2 separate regions of the Mus musculus genome follow, and region 1 is linked to region 2. Evidence: chromatin contacts called from public Hi-C data. All regions are on one chromosome and are shown on one strand. The core of a region is the stretch at or near the end of the contact, and the rest is flanking DNA. Distances in the headings are between cores, read along the strand shown.

What was found. A called contact is a pair of places that touch in the nucleus more often than the background predicts.
Region 1: a contact with region 2 is called in a Hi-C map of the G1E-ER4 cell line, with 2.7 times the contacts expected there. The contact joins the promoter of Med10 here to the enhancer-like site in region 2. A contact is called at or near these places in 4 of 484 Hi-C or Micro-C datasets (the G1E-ER4 cell line, the N1E-115 cell line and pre-megakaryocyte-erythroid progenitors), 3 of 115 datasets of contacts at active chromatin or transcription factors (double positive thymocytes, effector CD8 T cells and memory CD8 T cells) and 2 of 9 other capture datasets (adipose tissue and liver).

Annotation. Positions count from the first base shown.
Region 1 is chr13:69,808,547-69,811,667 of GRCm38.p6, forward strand. Med10 (mediator complex subunit 10) reads left to right here and starts at 1,336. Exons shown (of 4, transcript NM_138596.2): 1 at 1,336-1,506; 2 at 3,061-3,121. The coding sequence starts at 1,385.
Region 2 is chr13:69,504,642-69,508,083 of GRCm38.p6, forward strand. It overlaps Tent4a (terminal nucleotidyltransferase 4A), which reads right to left. Exons shown (of 13, transcript NM_198600.2): 7 at 2,275-2,488; 8 at 1-91. Among named protein-coding and RNA genes, the nearest start is that of Tent4a, 28 kb to the right of the region's middle. Within about 2 kb of position 1,935, at least 8 of the 459 cell types and tissues checked have an H3K27ac peak or open chromatin away from gene starts, as enhancers often do. A contact at or near this core is called in the G1E-ER4 cell line, where this site is marked.

The DNA.
Region 1 (3,121 bases), core at 86-2,585, 300 kb after region 2:
TGCTGGAAGCCTATATAAGGACATGGAAGAAGGAAGCTTTTGTTCTTTGCCTGCTTGCCCTTGCCTTGCTAGCACATCCATTCCTTCACTGACATTAAAGTCTGATTCTTTGGGATTCCAGTGTATACTGAAGACCAGCAAAGACCAGCTGAGACATCCAGTGTCACGGACTGAACTGAGCAACTACTGGATTCTTGGACTCTCTGTTCACTGCCATCCACCATTGGAATAGCTGGACGGCAGCCTATAAGTTATTCTAATAAATTCATATTACGTGTGCGCTCTCTCTCTCTCTCTCTCTCTCTCTCTCTCTCTCTCTAAGTTCTGTTAGTCTAACACAGAGAACCTGTATACATCCCTTGGCATCCCCATTCTCCCTATTTGTCTCTCTCACTTGTCCCCTTGTCTCTCCTTTCATGAAGGTTGAAAGACTTACTTATATTTCTTCTTTTTGTCCTTCAGGACTGGTTTTCATATCAAATTCACCACCCCTTTTAATTGAATTGTGAAATGTTCCTTTTCTAGCACTTAAAAGTGTCTGCAGAAGTTTGAAATAATTTGTTCTTTAATGTTTGATTAATTTAAAAAGTGAGTTGAAAAGTACCTAGGGCTTAGGTATTTCCTTCTTTCCTTCCTCCCTCCCTCCCTCCCTCCCTTTTTTCCTTCTCTCTTTCCTTCTTTCTTTTCTTTTTGAAAGTGATTGTTGTCTCCTGGCCAGTTTTAAAAAGCATGGCTCTATTTTGACTTTCCCACTTAAATACATTTTCTTATTATGTATTGTGTGTCTGTGTATGCCGTGTGTGGGCATACCTGTGACACAGTACCTGTCTGGAGGTCAGAGGGCAGCTTATAGAATTCTGTTCTCTCCTCCTGCCATGTAGGATTCTGGAGACCAAACTCAGGTTGTCGGGGTTAGCAGCAAGCGTCTTCACCCACTGAACCATTTCACTGGGCCCAGATAATTATCTTTTAAAGAAAATTGCTTACATCTCGCAAGCTTTCCAGATTATGAACATACAAGGTCCACTGTATCTAAATTCTTGTCCTTCAATCTAGCTTTCTTTACTTCCCTGATGAGACTTGTTTTTTCTTTACTGAGAAAAGCTAGGTACCAGCTAAGAGTTTTCATTTTTGCCCCTTTACACATGCCTTTGCTGTGTTTTCCAGGTTAACATTTCCCACACACACAGTTCAGAAGCTTCCAAGCGGGTTTTCCCTTCAAAGGCTTACCCCGTCTCTTGCCCCGCCCATAGCGCCCGGGCCCCGCCCCCAGGAGGCCCCGCCCCCGAGGAAACGGATGTGGGCTTCCGGAAGCCGGAAGCGGGCGAGCACTGTGGACCCGGAGTCGCTCGGAGCTGAGGCTAAGAGGCGGGCGGAGCCGGCGATGGCGGAGAAGTTTGACCATCTGGAGGAGCACCTGGAGAAGTTCGTGGAGAACATTCGGCAGCTCGGCATCATCGTCAGCGACTTCCAGCCCAGCAGCCAGGCGGGGCTGAGCCAGAAGCTGTGAGTGACGGCCCGGCAGGGCTCGGCGCGTCTGTGCGAAGCCCCTGCCCGCCGGCCTTGGGGACCCCACTGGGGCTCTAACGTTCATCCCGGGTCCCCGAGGGGAGGCCGGTTCTATCCTGACCGGACCTCACAGGGGAGGCGAGTTCCGTCCTGACCGGGGCGGACGGGCTCCATCCTGACCCCACTGGAGGCCGGTTCCACCCTGACTCCACTGGGAAGGAGGATCTGACCGCACAGGAGAGGAGGCTCAGTCATGACCCCGCTGGGATAGAGGTAGCTCTAGGTCCATCCTGGCCGGACGTGGAAGGCCGGTTCCACCCTGACCCCATAGGGGAGGAGGATCCCTCCTGACCCCACAGGGGAGGCTGGCACCACTCTGACCCTACAGGACAGTCTGGGACTACCCTGATGCCGTAAGGGGAGGTAGGCACCACGGACACTCCACCCCACCCCACCGCACTGGGGAGGTTGACTTCACACCTCAGGGGGGCCCTGAGCCACCTGCTGCATAGGCCTCGCTGTGGAAGAAGGCCACCACAGAGGGTTGATTTCTTGACAGTATCTTGTGTAGGCCTTGGAATGGCCTACAGGGAAACAACACAGTGTTCAGGAGAAGGCCTCACCGCTTATATATGGGACACTTTCCAGGGATCTGGAGTGGTTCTGGAGGGAGCCGAGGTTCAACCCACTAGGGATGGGCTTTTTCCTTGCTGACTGTGGGTACTGCACTTAAACTGGAGCCCACTTCTCCACGCTGTCTACCCTGAAACTCCATTCAGTGACATGCACTCCAGAAAGCTCTGCTCTCTCTTCACCTCCTTTCTGAGTTTAGAAGGGAAAAATTAAGCATCTGAACATATTTTGTAAGTCCAAAGGTGTCCCCAGAATCCCGTGGCAATTAAGGGTTCAGGTGTGTGCAGCATTAGGGAGGAAGAAGCCTGTTAAGGTAGCTAGCGCCAGTCTCCCGACTTCCCTCTGATCCCAGCCACTGAGCTGCCTTGGTGCTGGTGCTCCTGGGTTAGGAAGGTAACATGAAGGTACAGGCAGAGCAGACAGGTAGTCAGGTTCATCTGGGAGAAGGAAGCCAGCATAGCCCTAGCTGAGACACGGCCAGTCCTGCCTCTAGTGTCTGGACCTGGAAGCCGCCTCTCTGTGTTCCCACCCAGGGGAGACCCTTTTCTGGAATGAGAGACTGCCCAAGAAACCATCTCTACCCACAGTTCAGTCTCTTAAAGCTGGGTACAGGATTGTGTCTCACTTGGGATGTTTACTAAGGTATAGAGTTGTGGTCTTGCCCCTCAAGGAGGGCTTTGTGGGATGGGAACAAGCTGGCGCATTGCCTAGACCAGAGCCTGCTGTGACTGGCCTTGTTCTCTTATCCAGTTCCCGTGGCTATCTCATACCCAGCTGCCACCTCAGTTATCTGCCCCGGTGTCCTTGACCTTGGCCGTTTTAACCCTCAGGAATTGAAGCACAGTGGCCAGTGCCGTGTAGGGGTGTGCTGTGCTGTCCTCTGAACTAACCACGTACCCCACTCTGCCTTTTTCCCAGAAACTTTATTGTTACGGGCTTACAGGACATAGATAAATGCAGACAGCAGCTGCACGATATC
Region 2 (3,442 bases), core at 685-3,184:
GGTGACACAGCGTGGCTGAGCACAATGTAAGCGTAGTCAAACACCTGCTTCACCTGCATGGCCCCATAGGAACTCCGTCCAACATCATTTCCTGCAACACAAAGGCACCTGTCTCTCATACAAGGTACTGTGAATAGGGGCTCACCACCAAATGCCTCCCAACTACAGCAGCTCAAGCAACAGGCATGTAAACACAGACCCGAGCGAGCTGCTGCAAGTGCATGGTATATAATTGCACACAGGTTCAGTGCTTCAGACTCTGTGACCAGTCTATTCCTAACAATGGAAAGGGGGCAGCCACAAGTGTCTGACAGTTCACAGAGTCTGCTAAGACCCCAGGTAGCAGAAAAGGGAAAAAGAAAAAAAAAGGGAAGCCCACACCACAAGGAAATCCAGAATATCCAACACACCAACCAGCAGTGTGGACTTGGCATGATCAATGTCATGATAAGCCCTGAGTGGCACACAGTGTAACGGGGTCGCTCACACTGAACAGAGTATCAGAACTGGAAGGAAGCCCTTTAAGGGAAGAATGCTGTATTACAAACTCACAGAGCAAAGCAAATGAAGCTACCACTAGCATCAAGAGGAACTGTAACTCCTACATAGATTCACTGCTCAGTCATCTCAAGTATGGGATTTTAGGGAGGATATGGGAATTTCATCTTCCTAGACACAGCTACAGTCCAGGAGTAATGCAGGCACACTGAAATAGAACCTGAAGACATGGGACACTCAAGTAGATGACACACTGTCAGGACGTTTCCACGAAAACCCCACCTCCCCATTTATGGGATCCGTTAGCCACTTGAAGACAGCTCACTAGAATTGTCTATTTTCCTTTCAAAAGATTTTTAAAGAAATTAGTCTCACCCTAGAACGAACAGTTTAAAAATAATCATTAAATTTGAGGACAGTAGGGGGAAGAAAATATCCATGGGAGGAGATACGGAGACAAAGTATAGAGCAGAAACTGAAAGAAAGGCCATCCAGAGACTGTCCCACCTGGGGATCTATCCCAAATACAGACAACAAACCCAGACACTATTGTGGATGCCAACAAGTGTTTGCTGACTGGAGCCTGATATAGCTGTCTCCTGAGAGGCTCTGCCAGAACCTGACAAATACAGAAGTGAATGCTCACAGCCAACCACTGCACAGAGTCCCCAATGGAGAAGCTAGAGAATGGACTGAAGGAGCTGAAGAGGTTTGCAGCCCCATAGAAGGAATAATAATATCAACCAACCAGAACCCCCCAGAGCTCCCAGGGACTAAACCACCAACCAGCTAGTACACATGGAGGGACCCATGGCTCCAGCCACATATGTAGCAGAGGATGGCCTTGTAGGACATCAATGAGAGGAGAGGCCTCTTGGTCTTGTGAAGGCTCGAAGGCCCAGTATAGGGGAATAACAGGACAGGGAAGTGGGAGTGGGTGGGTTGGTGAGCAGGGGGAAGTGGGGATGAGGATAGGGGGTTTTCGGAGGGGAAACCAGGAAAGGGGATAACATTTGAAATGTAAATAAAGAAAATATTTAATAAAAACATTATTTAAAAAAATGAGGATAGTAAATAAATAAGGAATAGGAGCAGAATAATAAGCGACTGAATACAAATGAAAGCACAAGCTGGGATCTGAGAGTCATGTGGACAAGGCTCCCCTAGCACAGAACACCAACGTGGCCAGCTCAGGAGACCATGGCTGCAGCGCAGCGCACAGTTCCACGAAAGAAGAACAAAGCCAAGGCGTTTGCAGCCTCCCGTCGTCCTGTTGTCACAGCCTGCCCTGATCCCATCATGCACTTAGCCTATCACCCAAGACAGGCTCAACAGGCATATGCAGAGTTGAAGAGCAAGCACCAGGAAGGACTATAACTAAATAAGAATGTGCAGCAGTTATCAGATTGGCAAGGACTTAAAGACCAAGTGTTACCACGGTGGGTGAGATAAGCACCCTTACACGTGCCAATGGAGTGGGGCTTGGAGTCCTAGCTCAGCCACCACATACTGCAAGAGCAACATTTGCAGTGACATAGGAAAGCCAGGAGAATCACCTGCAGGAGTCCCCATTCTTCACTTCCTGGCCCATGCTTCCTTCCTGAAGTGAATGTTTCCTGTGAGGATTCCCTGATTAGCCTTTCCTAGTTATGATATTTCCAGAATGTAAACATTTTAAAGTGCAGTAAACTCGTTAGAAACCTGAAAGTGTTCCCACTGAGTTCTGCTGGTAGAGATAAGCCAGCACTGTGCTTCCAGCCAGAGGGGCAAGCTCACCAGGCAGTAAGGGGTCCTCAATGCACAGCATCGATGGTCGGTACCCACTGGTCATGGCTTTCATGATCTCTTCTTTGGCGATATAGGCACCTCCTTCTTTTATTCTAATACCAGTTTTTAAGTAATTAAAATTTCTTCCATAAAGTTCAAAAAATTCTACAAGAAGCATTCCCAGGTTTTCATCAGCTCTCCGGGCATCGATTCTTGGATGTAACTGTAAAAGCAAGAGAGCCACCAGCATATGAATTCAAGCTACACTCCAACAACACTCACCTAGCAGCTCTCCAGGAACCCACTGAGGGGTCCCCACTCGATAGCACCTGAGAAAACACAAGACAATGGACAGCCTCTGTTGGTGGGAGGCTTGAAAGAAAGAACACATCTCAACATCCATTCAGACCACGACATCCAAGCACACACATCTAGTTACCCTCATGCTGCAATGGTAAGTTTTCCACATTGTCATCTGGATGGTGGCTGCATGGTTCACATCAATGTCATCATCCTGACATGCTACCAGGAGGGAGCAGGATGAGACTGAACAGTATCACAATCATTGGACCAGGATGTGAGTGGACAGAGCTAACTCTGCCTGGGAACTCACTTCCAGCTTTCACACATCACTGTCAGGCTATTTCACCTGCACACTTTGTTCTAGCAAGCCACAGCCTCTCTGTGACGCTTGCCCACGGTCCCTGATAACTAACTCCCAGGTGCCAGCAACTTTATAGACCTGAGCTGCCCACTACAGAATGAGTGTGGGCATGCCAGTTACTCTCAGCATCCAAGAGTAGCGTGTGGCTCATCGCTTCCATGGTCACACAGAGAACTTGTCCTTTGCACAATTCTAGATGGTGACGGTCAAGCCTCCCTAGTGTCCAAGTCCTGGTAGCACAGGGCTGAAGCATGAATGTGGCCTTCCAGGAATAATCCCTCATAATGTCAGAGTTCTTCCCTCCTCTACATAACAGGGCAGTCCTCTTGCCAAGCCTTTATGTCCTTGCTTTTGAGCCAAATCAAATACTCAAGGCAGCCCAGTACAGGGCCTGGCCTTCTTCCCTCAGGCAGCAGCAGTGAGATAAGCAGAATGCTACACCAGGTCCAGCCTCAGGTGGGTGGTCTCCAACACAGGCACAGAAGGAGGGCTATCCCATCTATATAGCTCTGT